Regions from separate parts of the Sus scrofa genome. Here region 2 is linked to region 1. Evidence: chromatin contacts called from public Hi-C data. All regions are on one chromosome and are shown on one strand. The core of a region is the stretch at or near the end of the contact, and the rest is flanking DNA. Distances in the headings are between cores, read along the strand shown. Region 1 holds the start of THBD (thrombomodulin). Region 2 has its middle 48 kb from the start of NXT1.

Region 1 (2,914 bases), core at 236-2,735:
CTCCCCCTTTCACTTGTGGCTTATCGCCGCCCCACCCTGCCCCAAGGTCACTGCGGTCAGTACAGTCCTCAGCTGCCAGCAGGTGCCTGTCTTTACTTGTGAGGCCGCCACGCTCTCCTGTTTCTCCAGGTCTGGGCTCTGTTGGAAGTGGGGGCCCGACCCCAGGGTAAGATGGGGGATCTGCGTGTCCTGCCCTCAGAGGCCTCCTCCTCCCCGCACCCCTAACCCTTTCAGCCCAACAAGGCTGGAGATCTCCCACATCTTTGGCTTCGTTAAGAGTTCAACAGCGCCGCCACCCGGCATGTCGCTGAGCAGAGGATGGCACAGGGTGTTAAAAAAAAAAAAAGGTTGCCACACTCCGTTCGGTTTTGGGCCCACCCTTTCGCATTCCTGGAGCCTGAGTAAGCGGATAAGGCTGTGAAAGTGACAGATTCCTGCCACCTCCTTCCAGCGCTCATGCACAGGGACCGCCCCTCTTCGGTGTCCTTTGCTGCACAAGTGCATTTGCACATTCCTGTCTCAATCTGGTTTCTCCCCCTTAAAAGATGGGAATGTGACCTGCTTGGAGCCCCTCGCCTCGCCAGGGCACCCCATCCGTCCCTTCAGGGGTGGAGATGGACTGTCCCTCTGCAAGGCTGGATGAACTCAGACCAAACAGGCCAACTTGCTCCCCAAATACGCCCACCCCTACCGGGCTGCAGAAATTCGCATGTCACCACTGCTGAAGGGTGACCTTGCAGCCCTGAGAGCATCCCCATGACTTGCCCACCAGATGAAGTCTGGTTGTGGCAGGTCGCGCTCAGGGACTCCCGGGTCCCACCTGGGGGTGGGAGGATCCTCCTTTGCTCGTGGTCGCCCCAGACACGCCCTCCTTTCCAAGCGCCAGTCTCCAGAGCTCCGTGCCCCGGCGGAGGCGGTCTGGCTCTCTCTCCTTGCCCCTCTCTCCTTGCCCCTAGCAGCCCTTCTCCTAAACCCTCTGAGCAGCGGGCACCTCCTCCCGAGGCCCTGGGCTAAGTCCCCACCCTTCATCTCAAGCCTTCCTCCTTGACTCCCTCTTCCCAGAGTTCCTTGAAATAGGTGGTAAGTACACACCGATGACGGAAAACAAAGACTAAGAGGTTAAAGAGGGCTGAGGATTACGGCCCCGGTAGGGCTGCGCGCGAGGGGGTCGAGTGGCCGGGCGGTCCCGTCGCCGGGCAGACAGAGGTGCGGTTCTCCCGGGCGCCTGCGCTGCCGGCCCCGCCCGGAGCCCTCCCAGCCGGCGCCCAGTTTACTCATCCCGGAGAGGTGATCCCGGGCGCGAGGGCGGGCGCAGGGCGTCCGGAGAACCCAGTAATCCGAGAATGCAGCATCAGCCCTTCCCACCAGGCACTTCCTTCCTTTTCCCGAACGTCCAGGGAGGGGGGCCGCGCACTTATAAACTCGGGCCGGACCCGCCGGCCTGTCAGAGGCTGCCTCGCTGGGGCTGCGCGCGGCGGCCGGACACATCTGGTCCGAGACCAACGCGAGCGACTGTCACTGGCAGCTCCCTGCGCCTCTCAGCCCCGGCCGGGCCCCTGCGCTTGGCGTGCTGACACCATGCTCCGCGTTCTGCTCCTTGGAGTACTGGCCCCCGCCGGCCTCGGGTTCCCCGTGCTCCCTGAAGCGCAGCCCCTAGGCAGCCAGTGCGTCGAGCATGACTGCTTTGCGCTCTTCCGGGGCCCCGCGACCTTCCTCGCTGCCAGCCAGGCTTGCGAGCATCTACAGGGCCACTTGATGACCGTGCGCTCCTCGGTGGCAGCAGAGGTCATCTCCCTGCTACTGAGCGGCGAAGGCGATGGCCCGCGCCTCTGGATAGGCCTGCAGCTCCCGCGCGATTGCGTCGAGCCGCGGCACCGCGGAGCCTTGCGCGGCTTCCAGTGGGTTACAGGGGACAACCACACCAGCTACAGCATGTGGGCGCGGCCACAGGGCGACGAGGAGCCCATCTGCGGTACGCTGTGCGTCGCGGTCTCGGCGGCAGGGGCCCCTGTACCGGGAGAGCCAGCCTGGGAGGAGCAGCAGTGCGAAGCGGAGGCAGACGGCTTCCTCTGCGAGTTCCACTTCCCCGCCTCCTGCCAGCCGCTGGCTGTGAAGTCCGACGCCGCGGAGGCAGCCAGCTTCTCCATCACCTACAGCACTCCGTTCGGGGCCCGTGGCGCGGACTTCCAGGCGCTGCCGGTGGGCAGCTCGGTCGCGGTGACGCCCCTTGGGGTGGAGCTGGAGTGCGCGGTGTGGCCCGGGGAGGCCCAGGCGCGCTGGGTCCGGGAGGCGCCGGGTGCCTGGGCCTGCGGCGTTGAGAACGGCGGCTGCCAGCACGCGTGCAACGGGAGCGCGGGGGAGTCGCGCTGCCTCTGCCCCGCCGACGCCGCCCTGCAGGAGGATGGGCGTTCTTGCGAGGCGCCGGCGGAGCACCCGTGCCACCGACTCTGCGAGCATATCTGCTTCCACGACCCCTTGGACGCGCCCACCAACTACACATGCTTTTGCGAGGCGGGCTACCGGCTGGCTGCCGATGGGCATCGGTGCGAGGACGTGGACGACTGCGCAGAGGTGCCCAGTCCGTGCCCGCAGAGCTGTGTCAACACACAGGGCGGGTTCCAGTGCCACTGCTTGCCCAACTACGAGCTCGTGGACGGCGAGTGCGTAGAGCCCGTGGACCCATGCTTCGGCACGGACTGCGAGTACGAGTGCCAGGTGGTGGGCCGTACTGGCTACCGCTGCGTCTGCGCGGAGGGCTTCGCGCCCGTCCCCCACGCCCCGCACAGGTGCCAGATGTTCTGCAACCAGACTTCGTGCCCTGCCGACTGCGACCCCAACAAGCAGGACAGCTGCCAGTGCCCTGACGGCTACATCCTGGACGAGGGCTCCATATGCACGGACATCGACGAGTGCA
Region 2 (2,751 bases), core at 16-2,515, 67 kb before region 1:
AAAATTTTCCACACTGTGAAGTTTAAAAGTGTAAGTACCTTTGAGCAAGTCAAGTGCAATTTCCAGACATTGTTCTCCAACATATTAAACACAGACTTGTGGGTCTTCAGGAAACAGCAGGCGCCTGGACGCCAGCCTCTTCCTCAGCCGTCTTGTTCAAGTGCGCGGCTTAGTGTTGCTTGTCGGCCTGTCGTGGTGCACAGGCTGGCAGCTGCCGGTCCCGACCTTGGGTGTCAATGTCAATGGTGTGACAGAGCTGTAGCACCAGGCCCCTGAAGGCCAGATAACGTAGCCCCATCCTTGAGTGGGAGGGCCCTGCAGGCTGGCTCTGATGAGTTTTTTTGGTTTTGTTTTGTTCTCTTGGAATGTAGTTGACTTACAGAGTTGCGTTAATTTCAGGCGTACAGCAAAGTATATCTGATGAGAAGTTTTCACGTCTTTGTCCTCGGAGCCCCAGAGTGTTGCCAAGACTGCTGAAACATAAATGTGACACAGGTGTCATCTCTGAGGCTCCCAGGGGTCTGCAGGTGCGGATCTGCCTTCCCGGCTCTTCCCTCCCCCTCCCCCGCCGCATGAGGGCTGTCTGCTCTGCACCCCAGCACCCCAGGTGACAAACGGCAGATTCTTATGTTCCGTCAGATCAGAAGATGCTCACTGACTGGCCTCCCCACCTGAACCACCCCTGCAGGTCTGTCTGTCCCCATGCTGGGCAGGACACCTCCTGCTGCCCCGGGGCTCTTTCTGACAGAGACAGCTTTCAGCTCCCCGTGAACTTGAACGGGGGCCTGGGGCCCTGGGCAGGGTCACTGCCTTCCCTGCATAGCTGTCCTCGGGGGCTGGGGGCAATCACTGAGCTTCTGGAGCCTCTTTGGAGCCAGGTTTGCGTCTTCTTTTGAGCGTCCACTCTGGGCTCAGCCTTGATCCTTGAAGGCTGGATAGACTTGGGAAACTGCCGTCTATATGGAGGGTCAGACTGGCTGGGTCACGCTATTTTGGGAAAGGGTCAGTGGTTTGGTCATAAAGGATCAATGTCACTTCTCCTTTGAGGCTTGTGAGTGAGGCGATTCCAGACTGAAAAGACAAGGGATGTGAGCTGTGAGCCCACGTGTGGCCGGCTGTCCAGCCACCCCGCCCTGGCCCTGCGCAGGGGGTGCCTGCCCGAGAGCCCAGCCACCTCCTCCTCCGCCTTTCTGAGGCTCCTACAGAAAGCTCCACACTCCCGCGCGGTTACCCTGCTCAGCAAGGCCCGGCCAGCAGAGGGCACGGTCCCCTGCCTCTGGGATTCAGGCCCCGAGCAGCCTCCCAGGGCCTTTGCTGCTCTGTCTTCACCCTCCTGGGCCCTGGGAGTCACAGAGAAGGAGGTGGCAGGTTGCATGGGGCCCCCAGGGAATTCACAGCAGTGGATCCCTCCCCGAAGGGGGCCCCAAGCAGAGCTCCCCCTGCCGCTGCCTGCCTCTGCCATTCATTCTGGCCCAGGCCCTCTGTCCCAGGAACAGACCAGGACCCATCTGGAATTTGGGTCTACTTGGGACGTTGGCCGGGAGCATCAAGGGGGGACTGGACCTCCTCTCGGTGTCCGCGGGGGTGGGGTGGGTGGGGAGGCTTCCGCCCACGTGTGTCACGTCTAGGTTGACAGGCGCCGTGGAGAATGGTCTGACCTGCCCCTGGCCTCATTACCGGGCACTGGCTGATCCGAAACGTTAAGGCTGCGCTGCCTGGAGGGGGAGATGGACGGTCAACATGCAACTGTATCCATTACCCCAATGACAAACCTGAGGAATGAGGAAGGCCGAAATGGTGCTGCAAAAGAGGAAAAGTGGGATCCTACCTGCTCCAGGGGCTGAGGGCTGCTCCCTGAGACCCCCTCCTCCAGGAGGATAAATGCCTCCAGAAAGTTAAACCCTCCTCCCGCCAGGGTAACACCTCTGTGCCAGTTGTCCCCTCAGCAGGACGGCCTGGCCTCGCTTCCGCCCTTCTCAGCCTATATTGACTTTTCTTCCGCTCCCCCTCAATCCCAGTGCAGCCAGGCCCCCTCCAGAAAGCTCCTTCTCTTAGTTTTCACTGTGATGGCACGTCTGGTGCTCTGTTTCTCTGCCCTGGCCCTGAGCCCCACGCTGGAGGGTGTAAGGACGTCTGGGGCCTGTTTATGGGGCTCCTGTCGCGCCTCAGCCCAGTGGAGGTCAAACAGATGCCTCATTCAGACTCGGAGCACTGATTTTATTAGGGGAAATGGCTGCCGAAGAGAGACGGGGGCGCCTCCATCTTGTCCTGGGCATTGCGGGAGGATGTCCTCGGGGCCTCGTGCTCACATTGCTTAAGAAGGTCCAAACGCACCATCGTAGGGGTTTGCCCCTGTGTCACCTACTGTCGGATCCCTGTCATCTGAACAGAGGGTAAGTCCCCGACTGTGAAAGCCAGGTTGGGGGACGGGTTGGTGGTAGCTCCCTGCTCACAGCCCAGGGAGTCTGGAGCCTTGAGCTTCTGCATCTCCCGGATCATCTTCTGTCCTCCCCTACCTGCCAGGGGAAGCGGCAGAAGGCAGGGGTGGCCCTGCCTCCCACGTGAATTTCAGAGCAGAGACACGGGAAGGTCCCAATGCCCAGGCCTGAGGCCTGTGAGAAAGCCCGGGAGCCTCGGCAGGGGCAGTTCTGGAGGGTCTCAGACTGGTCCCGGGGTGGTGTGAGTTGCCCAACTGAGAGTGCAGGACACCCCTGGTCGGCATGTCCCTTCCCTGGAGCCTGCAGAGCTTGG

What was found. Hi-C and Micro-C count contacts between places; a contact is called where the count stands out from the background.
Region 2: a contact with region 1 is called in a Hi-C map of omental adipose tissue, with 1.8 times the contacts expected there. The contact joins the enhancer-like site here to the promoter of THBD in region 1. A contact is called at or near these places in 3 of 5 promoter capture datasets (fetal liver and liver), 20 of 47 Hi-C or Micro-C datasets (alveolar macrophages, blood, brain and 12 more) and 2 of 2 datasets of contacts at active chromatin or transcription factors (alveolar macrophages and skeletal muscle).

Annotation. Positions count from the first base shown.
Region 1 is chr17:30,222,070-30,224,983 of Sscrofa11.1, reverse strand. THBD (thrombomodulin) reads left to right here and starts at 1,485. Exons shown (of 1, transcript NM_001130732.1): 1 at 1,485-2,914. The coding sequence starts at 1,579.
Region 2 is chr17:30,289,250-30,292,000 of Sscrofa11.1, reverse strand. No RefSeq gene overlaps it. Among named protein-coding and RNA genes, the nearest start is that of NXT1, 48 kb to the left of the region's middle. Within about 2 kb of position 1,265, at least 13 of the 83 cell types and tissues checked have an H3K27ac peak or open chromatin away from gene starts, as enhancers often do. A contact at or near this core is called in fetal liver and omental adipose tissue, where this site is marked.